Linked DNA regions of Sus scrofa: regions 2 and 3 are each linked to region 1. The links are chromatin contacts, called in public targeted proximity ligation maps. All regions are on one chromosome and are shown on one strand. The core of a region is the stretch at or near the end of the contact, and the rest is flanking DNA. Distances in the headings are between cores, read along the strand shown.

Region 1 (3,963 bases), core at 389-2,888:
ACCCAAATCGCTCCAGTCCTGAGCTGATTGCTTCTGCATGGAGAGACCTCCTGCCTCCATCCATGTGCGGCAAGGCCATTGGGTCTATCCCGGGCACTGCTGCAGCACCTCCTGGCCGGAACGACTTCCCACCAGACCACCTGCCTCCATCCTTGTGCGACAGAGCCTGCTGCCTCTATCCTGGCGCTGATACCGAGCTTCTTGGCCTGCCTGAAATCCTTGTTTTGTGTAGGCAAGGACTGCGGGAGATAGCACAGGGCAGATGAACCTTACAGAAACCACCCAGATGGGCGGCTTACAGCTCATGGAGGGCAAGAGGCTGGGGGGAACTTAAACGTCGTATGTTATGCGTGTGTTCTCAAGTCTCAGCACAGAAACATCTTCAAAAGCTTCACTTTTCTGAAACCAGTCAGATTTAGAGGCATTTAAAGAGAGGCTCTTGCAGAGAGTCCTGCTCCTGCTTCATATTCTTTAGCTGTTTAGGAAGCTGTGCTGAGACCCTGAGATGAGACAAAGTAGTTTTTTCCAGAATGTTCCTGTTTCTCAGATTGTGACTCTTTTGACCAGCATATACTGGATAGGAAATCTCAGTTCAGTTGTATTTGCCGGTTGTTATGACAGACAAAAATCACTCGTGTGAGCACACCAGGCACAGACACTGTTCTGAACCACTCACCTATGTGAAGGCATTTTATCCTCACAGCAACCCTATGAAGAAGGTTTTCCTTTGAGGGATCTGATTTATGGAGATTACATAGCTTGCCCAGCTGGTAAGTCATGTATTTGTTTCCTAAGGCTCCTGTAACAAATTACCACAAACTGGGTGGCTTGAGATGACAGAAATTTATTCTCTCATAGTTCTGGGGTTCAGAAGTTCCACATCAAGATGCCAGCAGGACCACACTCCCTCCAAAGCCTCTTAGGAAGAATATTTCCAGCTTCAGGTAGCTGCAGGTGTTCCTTGGTCAGCATCACTCCAGCCTTTGCCTCCATCTTCACATGGCCTCCTCTTCTTCTGCATCTGTGTCTGCTCTTATAAGACACTTGTCGCTGGCTACAAGACCCACCCTGGTAATTCAGGATGAGCTCATCTCAGACATTCTCAGTGTATTTACATCTGCAAAGGCCCTTTTTCCAAATAAGGCTGCATTCACAGGTTCCCAGGGTGAGGAGGTGCTCATATCTGGGGGAAGGGCACCCTTTAACCCACTAAACAGCTGGAGTTCAGTCAGGTAGTGAAGCTTTAGAGCACAGCCTCCTAACCCTTATGCTACCCTCTTTCACACGCTGACTTTTCATAGGTGTCAAGAAGACACTGGCTAAGTTAACCTGGGCTTTTCAGAGATCATCACAGCACTGAAGAGTGCATTTTTTTGTCTTAAGTAGCCTGTCCACATTCTGGAGGGGCAGCCGGTAAAGTACACGCTATCCCCTCTGATGGAGGAGGAGGAAAAACAGGATATTGGGTTCCTTTTAAAAGAGGACTGAACGTAGCTCTGTAAATGTTAAAAGCTTATATATTTTCAAAAAAATTCAAACACAAGCATAAAACCTCATTGCCTCAAAACCACAGCTGACGAAACCACCATTGACAAAGAATTACTCCACAGGCAGTGAAAATCTGACAAAACACAGCGATAGTCCAAAATACGGTGTTAGGTCATTACCCAGACACCAGCAGAGTGGAGTCTTCTACCATAGTTCCTTTGTGCTGAGAGAAAACATATTTTGAAATGAAGCCTGCAGCTTAAGTGCAGAAAACTTAAAGCTGTAGACAATCAATATTGTCATTTAAAGGGTGAACTTTATTTCTTCTGAGGTAAAGTGATGAGCCCAGGCAAAGCACTCACTCTACCAGATATGATTTGAAACAGCTGAAAAATAAACTTCTGACAATAAGATTTTAGGACAGAAACACTGCCAGAGCTCTAAGTGCCTTTGAGAATCATAAAAAGAAAGTAAACAATGCCAAAGGCCAGACGAACAAAAGGAAAATTCTTACTTCGTTTGTTCTCGTCAAATACCGTAGAAAAATAATCTGTGCTTAGCCAGTTCTTCTGGAGTCCAAATTCCTGCCCTGTGCTCATCATTCTGTTTAAGCTCTGTGCTTTCAGGCTGTCATTAAATGCCTTACATTTGTGGATGGGGCCAAGATAGTTTTCAATCTGAAGCCATTGAGAGCCTCAAGGCAGATTCTGAAGGTCTTTACCACCTGAGCCTGGCCATCTGGGCTCTTCTTTCACAGCTGTGACATTGTCTTGGTGTCTGACCCCTATGGGAGAGCTGAGTCCATTAGCAGAATCCTTATGCCTTCGGCAACTTCAATTAGCCAAGAGCATGCCAGGAGGTCAAGGTGCTGGTGATAGAAAAAAAACAGATCATAAGAAAACCCTCTGGTTTAAGCTTTGTGAACAAGAGGCTTATTTTGTCAGACCCCCAGAGCTGCCTTATGAACAAGCCAGAAGCTAACTGGGCAGTGAAGGAATGGGGAATGGGTGAGTGACAAACTGGGTTGTTGCTTCTTAACAGAGACTTGACTATATTAACAAGCATGGTGTGGTTAACTGACTAGTCCCAGAATTTTACCAGCTACCCCGGAGCTTGCTGATGAACACTGTCCCAGGGACCTGTGTTAGGATGAGTTCCTTCTGATAGCTTACTCCTTTGGATGGAGTCCAAGAGGGCCACGCGCCCTGTGGAATTCCACACCGTAACCGGGCATGCTTCAGAGAGATTCCAGAGCAGTGATGATTTTACTTATTTAGGCTGAAGGTTATCTGCTCGTCCTCCTCCAGATCCCTTTAAGCCAAGGGAAGGGCACCTCGTTAGTGTCAGATGTCGAGGGTCTGGTTCCCTTTACCCAAATGAGCTTTTCATGTCATACATACTCCTGAAGATCTGAGAAGACTTTTCTTTTGGGATTTGGCTAGGAAAGAAGGCATCATAGGAAAGAAGGCATCATAACCTGACATGGCAGTGGGGGGCTCTGAAGCCTGGGGTTACTGCTCATCTTGGTGCTATTCATGGAGGCTCTCGGGGGAAATGTCCTAAAATCTCTTTATAGTTCTTGCAATTAATCTTAGAGTTCTGGTTGCCAGTTTTGGGTAGAAACATATGAACTAACAGCAGTTTGATAATTTTTATGTCAAGAAAAAGCTAATGCATTATCATGAGGATTGTAATGCAATGATGAGATAGTGTGGGTAGGGAGCAAATTTGGAGTATTTTCTTATTTCTTTTGTTCTGTGCAGAACCAGCTAGGGAAAAGTGACATTTTAAAGGGAAATGATGAAATTTATTTAAGTCAATACATAACAGCTCGCTTTCCCTCATCTGAGTTCTGAACTGTTTGAGAAATGGACAAGAAATTAGGCAGAGAGTGGTTAAAGTATTACCTTGGTTAATGAAAACAGCTAAGATATATGGCCTGACTAGCTCTGTGCCCTGAATTAGGAAGCATTTCCACTTGCTGTGGACATTGTTTTTTTTTTTTTTTTTTTTTTTGCTATTTCTTGGGCCACTTCCGCGGCATATGGAGGTTCCCAGGCTAGGGGTCCAATCGGAGCTGTAGCCACCAGCCTACGCCAGAGCCACAGCAACGCTGGATCTGAGCCGTGTCTGCAACCTACACCACAGCTCACGGCAACGCTGGATCGTTAACCCACTGAGCAAGGGCAGGGACCGAACCGGCAACCTCATGGTTCCTAGTCGGATTCGTTAACCACTGCGCCACGACGGGAACTCCTGCTGTGGACATTCTTAGAAAATTTGTCATCCCCCTGACAGGCCCTGTAGGACAAAACAGAGCAGGGCAGAAGGTGAGTCTTCCAAGGGAAGCTGGCTTCCAATGGGACGGGAGGGAGGAAGGACCTGGACTGCCTCTGTGGTTCTCTTCCCTTAGTCACCACCAGGAACTCGTGCCCCTTCCTTGGGGCACTGCTGGTAAGACAAGAAGTAAGGGGA
Region 2 (3,711 bases), core at 342-2,841, 70 kb before region 1:
ATTTCCCAAACATCATATCCTTTCTTCCTCTTATCTGCCATTCCACTTGCTGCTTCCAGAACCCTGGGGAATGGAGGCGGTAGGTGATCCTGCAGGGTTGGTGGGCAAGGCAGACATGCTGGATTACCCTCAAAAATGCAGCATTTTAGGGAAACTCAGACCAGCAAGTAGAGACAGAAGTGATCCAGGCATTGTGTGTGTCTGGTTAACTCAGCTCCTAAGCATAGGCTTGCTGCTGATGAGGTCAGAGAGTCCTTAAATCATTCAGTTTCTCAGCTTTAAGCTAAGCTACTGCAGCACAGGACAAGGAAGATGATCATTTTTACTTTGGCTTAACAGTTGATTGTTTTTCACAATTGTCTTAGTAGTGCATTTGTATTCTCACAGTATTTTGTAAGGAGTTCCATTTATTTACATTGAAATAGTTAAATGTACAGAGAAATGGTCAAGGGCAAAGGACTTCAATATGCATGTAAAATTCCTATAATCTGTGCTCCTTAAATGTGTAGCAGAAGAGATGGCTCCACAGCTCTCTTGCCTCTCCTTATTGTGCCCTTGATGTTATGTTCTCACCTCACTGCCAAGAAGAATGTCTTCCTTACCTCTGACTAGCCTTTTCCTCTTGTCTGTCATCAGAGGAGATGGAGAACAGCTGCTCTATTTTATGGCCTTGCAGTTAATTTAATTTATATCTGCTGTAAACATGATTTCTTAAAACTTAATAGAATATTTCAGTTTGGCATGTAGGAAGAGCCTTCTGCCTTGCCCCAGTCATTCCCAGTAGATGTGCTTTATTGCTTTAATTTATGTTTTTGTCTCTGTTGTTGTTAGGTTTTCTCCCCCCCAATATTGTGATTTTATTTTTATGACCACATTCTTCCTAGGAATTTTCTGGGCATGTGACATTCCAAAATTTTATTAATTTCATGACCCAGCCCACTGACAGATAGATGATCTCAAAAAGATAAGGGAATGAATGTTTAAAGAGAGCTGCAAAGTCTTAGAGTTAGTAAAGACTCAGGTGTTGTTATGGCAGCTCCTCAGAGATGATATGGGTGGAATTCTTGGACAAAGGGTCTGAAGGTCTTTTTGTGTGTCTAGCATCACTGCTTATATTTTCCATAAGTGAGAAATATCTAAGAGGGAAAACTGGGAATGAAATGAAGTCTCTCTTTCTCTTGTTGACTTAAAAAAAATGTGTAATGTAAAAGCTGTGAGCTGAATTTATTTAGTGTCTTACAAGACTGTAGCCTGGGAGACAGCCTCTGGGATAGCTGAGAAACTGTTCCAAGGAGTAATGGGGGAGGTCGGTATGTATGTGATTTTGGTGAAGGGGTTACATGTAACCAAGCACACATCTCAGTAATAGGTTGCTGCCAGTCATAGGGAACAAATATCTTAGTTAATGGTTTTAGTGCTTTTATCAAGTATAGAAAGATTCAAAAATCTAAAAATTCAAAAAATTTCTCCTGAAAATATCTAACTATCTGAAGGCTAGTTCTGCCAGATTTTTCAGAGCACAGAACGTCTCATTCCTAATCTCTGTCCTGAACTCCTTTTGGGGTGTGTTAAAGGTCAACCTTGCAGAGGCTAATGACTCAATTCTTGTAGAGCTGGATGACGATCAACCTTCTTTAGTCAGCATCCTTTCCACCCTAGCCAAATGATGGAAAAGTCTTTTGCAAGGATGGTCTGATGCCTTCTGCCCACTAGTCTCTGACCTGTGGCCCAGAGGGCAGGCATAAAGAATTTAGAAATAGGCATATGATTCCTCCAGAGGAAATTGTGTAAGGTTTAAGCCGTGTGGACTTATGGCCTCACATGCCAATGAGAGAATGCAACAGCAGATCTCTTTGGAGTGAAGGAGCCACCTCTGCTTGCCTGCCATTTCTCACCCTTTCAACTGATGCAAATCAGGTTACTGCCTTGCATACATAGCAAGGTTTTCATTCCAGCCCATCACCTAGTTTTCTGTGGGTTTAGCAACATTCCTTACTGATCCAAGTAACTCCAGAGCTGATGGGGATTATTTTCAGGAGTTTTACAAATATGGGTGGACATGTCAAATGTTGTAGCAGGTGCTTTATTTCCATTATTAACCCAGCTTCCTTTCTTCCTGGAAGTGGCGTCAATTATATTTTCTCTCACAGAATAAGCACTTAAGAGCAGGTAAGAAGGATCTTCCTGAGGGATTTCTCTTGCCCACTATCAAGTTCCTTGGAAAACCTGAGTTCTGAAAGCCTGTTACTTCGCAAAGGAACTCTCCAAAAATTGGCCTGAATTCAGTGCCCGATTTTCGCTATGCATTGTTGCTAACTACCCTGGTGTGCTGAACTCCACTGCCAGATTCTAATCCTGACTCCACCACTTCTACCTGTGTGGCTTTGGGCAAGTTACTTAACCTCTCTAGGCTTCAGAGTAACAAGACCTACCTAAATGCACATATATCTTTTAGAACAACACCTTGCAGATGGTTAGTGTTTAGACTAACATTAGTCACAGTGGTAATGATGGGGATGACATGCTGGGTGCTTTACTAGGTGCTTTAGATATAGTCTAACCTTGGCAAGTTAGACTCCTTTTACAGATGAGAGAGTAAGGCTCAAGGAGAATAAGTCATCAACTCAAATGCATAAAGTTAGTAGATGACGGCACAGGGATTTAAACCCAGTTCTTTCTAACCTAACTCTGAAATTCTTTTCTTTATTATGCTACCATGTTACTGGATCAGATCAGTGTATGTATTAGGAAAGTTCTGTACAGTGTTGACTAAAAAAAAAAAAGCGCAACCTGAAAGTTGAGAATTATGTTTTATTTTGTGGACAAACCAAGGACTTAGGCCTAGGAGAAAGCCTTTTAGGTAGTTCTAAGGGACTGTTTCAAAAAGGTAAGGGAGGTGTCAGGACATGTAGGAGTTTTTGCTCAAAACCAGGTAGCTGAATATCAAAATATGTTAAAGTGTTAAAGAGAAAAACCAGACATCTCAAGTTGATGAATTTAGTACTGTTCTATGTATGGAAAAATGCAAGAGTCTGGGCTCATTAAAAATCACACCTTTGGTATGTATCTTGTTCTTTTCCATCCTGAATCCCCTCAGGGTATACAGCTGGGGAAGCTGAAATGGCTGATGGCCTGATGGCTGCAACATCCTTTGTCTACTGATAAGGTACATGATATTCTTTGTCCACAACAAATTATAAACATTTTCACAAATATTACTTGCTAATCACTTGGATTTTGCACAAATCCATAGGTCTGGGTTACTGTCATCACAGTTAACAGATGAGAAAATGGGTTCAGGTAGAATGAAACCTGCCTGGAGTTACCACTGTGGCACAGTGATTTAAAAATCAGACTGCAGCAGCTCTGGTTGCTACAGAGGTGTGGGTTCAATCCCTGGCCTGGTGCAGTGGGTTAAAGGAACCAGAATTGGTACAGCTGTGGAGTAGGTTGCAGCTGCAGCTTGGATTCAGTCCCTGGCCTTCCATATGTCACAGATGAGGCCATTAAAATAAGAGAAAGAAAGAAAGGAAGGAAGGAGGAAGGGAGGGAAAAGAAAGAAGGAAGGGAGGAAGGAAAGAGAAAGAAAGAGAAAGAAAGAAAGAGAGAGAGAAAGAACGTAAGAAAGAGAGAGAGAGAAAGAAAGAGAGAAAGAAAGAAAGAGAGAAAGAGAAACAGAAAGAAACTGGCCTAAGTTTACCCAGTTGACAT
Region 3 (4,016 bases), core at 350-2,849, 91 kb before region 1:
GCTCCTCTGACCCAGCACACTCTGTGTGTGGATATGTACACTTAATCTGTATGTCTTCCTCTGGACTTTAAGTAGCAAATTTTTGTCAAGAATCTCTAGGGATTCTTCATTTATGGATTTAAATGCTTTCCTATGATTTATAATAGGCATTAAATATTACCACTATTTCACAGAACTGTTCATTTTAATGAGTTAATATTTTTCTTCCCTTAAATAAATAAATAGAAATACTCTAATGGTAAAGAGTTTGGAACTAAATTCCCCTGGTGCTGACATATCTTCCCTTGCCCCCCCACCTAGTACCCTACTGCCTGAACTTTCATAATTAGAGATTCATTCCTTTCAATTAAACAATGTCCTCCCTCCTTTAAATTCTAGATCATTTGGGAGAAGAATTGTATTAAATCCCTTTGTCAACTAATTTAATTCTTAAAACAATTAGAAAGTCTGAAAATATCAGGAGTTTATGAGGATGTAGAATAACAACTACACTTATACAATGTGGCTAAGAGTAGTAGTACTAGGAACTGCTACTTTCTAAAAGAGGGTATTTCTGCTTCTGTCCAAGATGGAGCAATGAGGACTAAAATTACCTGCCTGCCTGAAAAAAAAAAAAAAAAAAAAGCCTTTAAAAATCTGATAAGTTAGATGAGATAATGTTTTTTTGATGCTGAATATCAGACAATGGAACGCAGTGACCCCCAAGAAAAGGGAAACAAACCAGGTGAGCCTAATAATTGTCCCAGCAATTGCCTAGAGAGAGTTTCCAGGTCACAGCGCAGGGAGAGGGGACCCAGGAGGAGCCCAATGGACTCTCTGAGTGGAGGGGACAGAGTTGAGTTCATAGGTGCTGGAGAGCCCTGGAGTGACTAAGAAAGCTGTTTCTTAGGAACTCCTCTGGGATACGGTGAGGTGAAGGCAATAGGAGCTCTGTTGGCAACAGCTGCAGAGACCCCTTTGTGTCCGGGCCCCTCAGTGCCCCAGCTCAGCCACCCACACTCAGGCTCAGCTTCAGCACTGACGCTGCAGTGATGGCAAGCAAAGAGCAGTGGGGCCCTTGCTAAGTAGAATCCACTGAGGTGGTGGCTTTAATGGACCTTAAGGGATAGAACTGATGTTTTTCTTCCCTATCAATGACCAGAGGCTTTGCCACACCAAAGGGGGAGCATGGCCAACACCATGTGTTGGCTGTAAAAATCAGTTCTCAGAGTTCAGGAGAGATATCCAAGGACACCCAGAAATATTTCCAAGGGATTTTAGGGAGGGTTAGAAGGCTCCCAGAGCAGGTGGGGCAGGGCCAGAGCAGCTCTATTCCATGGCTGTCATCATTACCCTGTTCTTAACTATAAGCTGGAACCTCATGGAAAGACTATACAGCCCCCTGCTTCTCAGACTAGAGTCCAAAGATGTATTCCTGAGAATGTATGTATTCTGCCCAGGAATTTAGGTCAGGGGTTATCATTTTGATGATTATCTTTGAAAAAAGTCAAATCTCTGCTTCATCATCTTGGATGACCACTGTCATGGTCAGCTTGGGCTACTAAAACAAATTACCATAGACTGAGCTTCTTAAACAACAGGAATATATTTCTCACAGTTCTGGAGACTGGGAAGTTCAAGATCAAGATCGTGGTCCACTTAGTTCCTGGTAAGAGCTCTTTTACAGGCTTGTAGGCAGCCACTTTTCTCTGTTCCTCACTTGGTGGAAAGAGCTCTGGGCTCTCCTCTTCTTATAAGGATGCTAACCCCATCATGGATGCCCCACCCTTTTCACCTCAAAGGTACCAGGTACCATCAGATTTGGGTTAGAGTTTATAGAGAACACAAACACTTAGGTCAAGGCAACTTATAATAATGAAATGCTGTTATTGCTTCATTTGGTGCTTACATTTGCAATTTTTGTTTTCTGTTCCTATTTGCACCACACAGAGGACTGTGACATGGAACACTGCTTAAATGAAAGTTTTGCAACAGAAAGAAAAAGAGTGGTATGGAGAAACTGAGTTAGCACTTGTCCATGGTGATATAGGCTTGCTGAAGCAGCCCTGGGCTAAGAGCAAGACATTCACGTAGGTAGTTAGTTAGCAGATATATTACCCAGACAGCCTCCTTGTTTATGCAAGCCTGCAGTCAGCAAGGATGAAAGGCACAGTGGAAAATGTTCTATTTGATTCACACTGTGGTTATATTAGATTGCCATGAAATGTAGGTTTCAAAAATGCCACAATTATAGCCTCATCTTTGAGCATGTAAGGCAGCTTTATGTAGTTATTGAGTGGTAGATCATCAGAATTGTCATTTGAGGATTGCTTATTGGCATAAATTATTATTGTTGTTATTACTATTGTTGTTGTCATTTTTAACTTGGAGGCCTGCTTATCCTGAACAAGAAAACAAAGCTGCTTGAACTTTGTGATTTTTTTTTGAGTATACTTATCCTAATAAATACTCTGTACAAAAGCCTGCCAAAATCAAAATGTAGAATTGGAACTTAGCCTGTTACTTTCTGCTCTTAAACTATTTGGCCCTTTAGTTTCACCAAAACAACATCATCAGTTACATTAAATTGTTATTGTTAATAAAAATATACTTTTGTAATTGGACTAACTTTGAAATTTGTTTTGATTTTATGGCTGAGAACTATAAATATCAGGACTTTTTACCTAGTTTTACATTTTTATATATTTAGTTAATACAATAATAATAATAACACTGAAAATCCATAAGAATTTTCTCTATAAAGATCTGTTTCTTAAATTTAAGAAATATTTGACTAGTAAAATTAACATCTTCTCCTATGTATCAAGCTGGTTTTTCTGCTGTTGTTCAGAGTGGAATTATTTCAACATAATCTACATTTATTTCCAGACCTCTTTAAACTGTAACTAAATGTCCTTTAACATCCAAACTCCCAAAGCCCAAGCCTCTTTCTCTCTGAGATGGGCTATCCTTTCTCTCACTGGGTGCCTCTCCTCTTGTTGGTTCTGGGAACCCAGGGGGTATGCTGAAGTGTCCGTGCCTTGCTTGCAGGCCCCCTTGCACAGCTACATGTGTTTCCAGAGCACTGACCCTTTTTTCAAATGCCCAAAGCATAGTTAAAACTGGCCCCGAAGATTAACTGAAAGCCTAGGGATAGCCCAAGAATAACAGAGAGTAGCCTAGTTAATATGGCAAGGGGTTGCACTTGGGGCTCCCAGGCCAGCCCTCAACCTCTGGGCTCCCACTCCGCCTCCCTCTCCCTGTCACTCCCTGCCTTGTACCCAGAAGCTCAGACCCCACCACACATCTCCAGGTCTCTCTCTTGGTCTCCTGCTCCCTTCCTAGCATTGAATGACTGACTATGGAAACTTCCATTTTCTTTAGGGGAAACTCCCACTGCTACCCAGAGGGTGATGTCTGCCCTCCAAATTCTGGGTTATCCAGTCTTTACAACATTGTGTGGGCTATTCCAACCATGCAATCCCTGTCTGTATTAACGGACCAAAATTTTTCTCTAATTCTGTAAGGATATAGTCATCCTAAAAATACATTCCATTTCTATTACAAGACATAACTTAACAGGATGAGCTGTAGCATCTATATCTGGGTTTATGATAACTTCACTTTTTTTCCAAGAAAAATAAGAGCACGTGTTTTTTATTTATGCTACCAAAGAGCTCTTTTGGGTTCTTTCCCTCCAAATATAGAAAGTCTACTTCAAAAGCAGATTGACATCATATGTAAAATTCCCAAGGCACTGACAATAATAATGATAATAGTAATAAAAAAAAAAGTCTCAGCTCTACTGGGTATTACATTAAATAAGGAAAAGGTTTTTTTTAAGAATGCAAAAATAGAATCAGATGTTCAAAATCAATTTGAGTTTTGTGCAATATAATGCAGCAGTGGAACCTGTGATCTCTAGAGGCAAGCTACCTGGGACTTGGGGTCCTGGCTCTCCTACTTACTAGCTGGGCTAATAATGACCTGAGCTCAGTGTGTCCCTCTCCTCATCTATAAAATAGGGATAGCAATAT

What was found.
Region 2: a contact with region 1 is called in a targeted proximity ligation map of alveolar macrophages. A contact is called at or near these places in 1 of 47 Hi-C or Micro-C datasets (embryonic fibroblasts) and 1 of 2 datasets of targeted methods (alveolar macrophages).
Region 3: a targeted proximity ligation map of alveolar macrophages shows a contact between it and region 1. A contact is called at or near these places in 3 of 47 Hi-C or Micro-C datasets (embryonic fibroblasts and epiblast stem cells) and 1 of 2 datasets of targeted methods (alveolar macrophages).

Annotation. Positions count from the first base shown.
Region 1 is chr3:102,383,421-102,387,383 of Sscrofa11.1, reverse strand. No RefSeq gene overlaps it. Among named protein-coding and RNA genes, the nearest start is that of RMDN2, 78 kb to the right of the region's middle.
Region 2 is chr3:102,453,726-102,457,436 of Sscrofa11.1, reverse strand. No RefSeq gene overlaps it. Among named protein-coding and RNA genes, the nearest start is that of CDC42EP3, 83 kb to the left of the region's middle.
Region 3 is chr3:102,474,689-102,478,704 of Sscrofa11.1, reverse strand. No RefSeq gene overlaps it. Among named protein-coding and RNA genes, the nearest start is that of CDC42EP3, 62 kb to the left of the region's middle.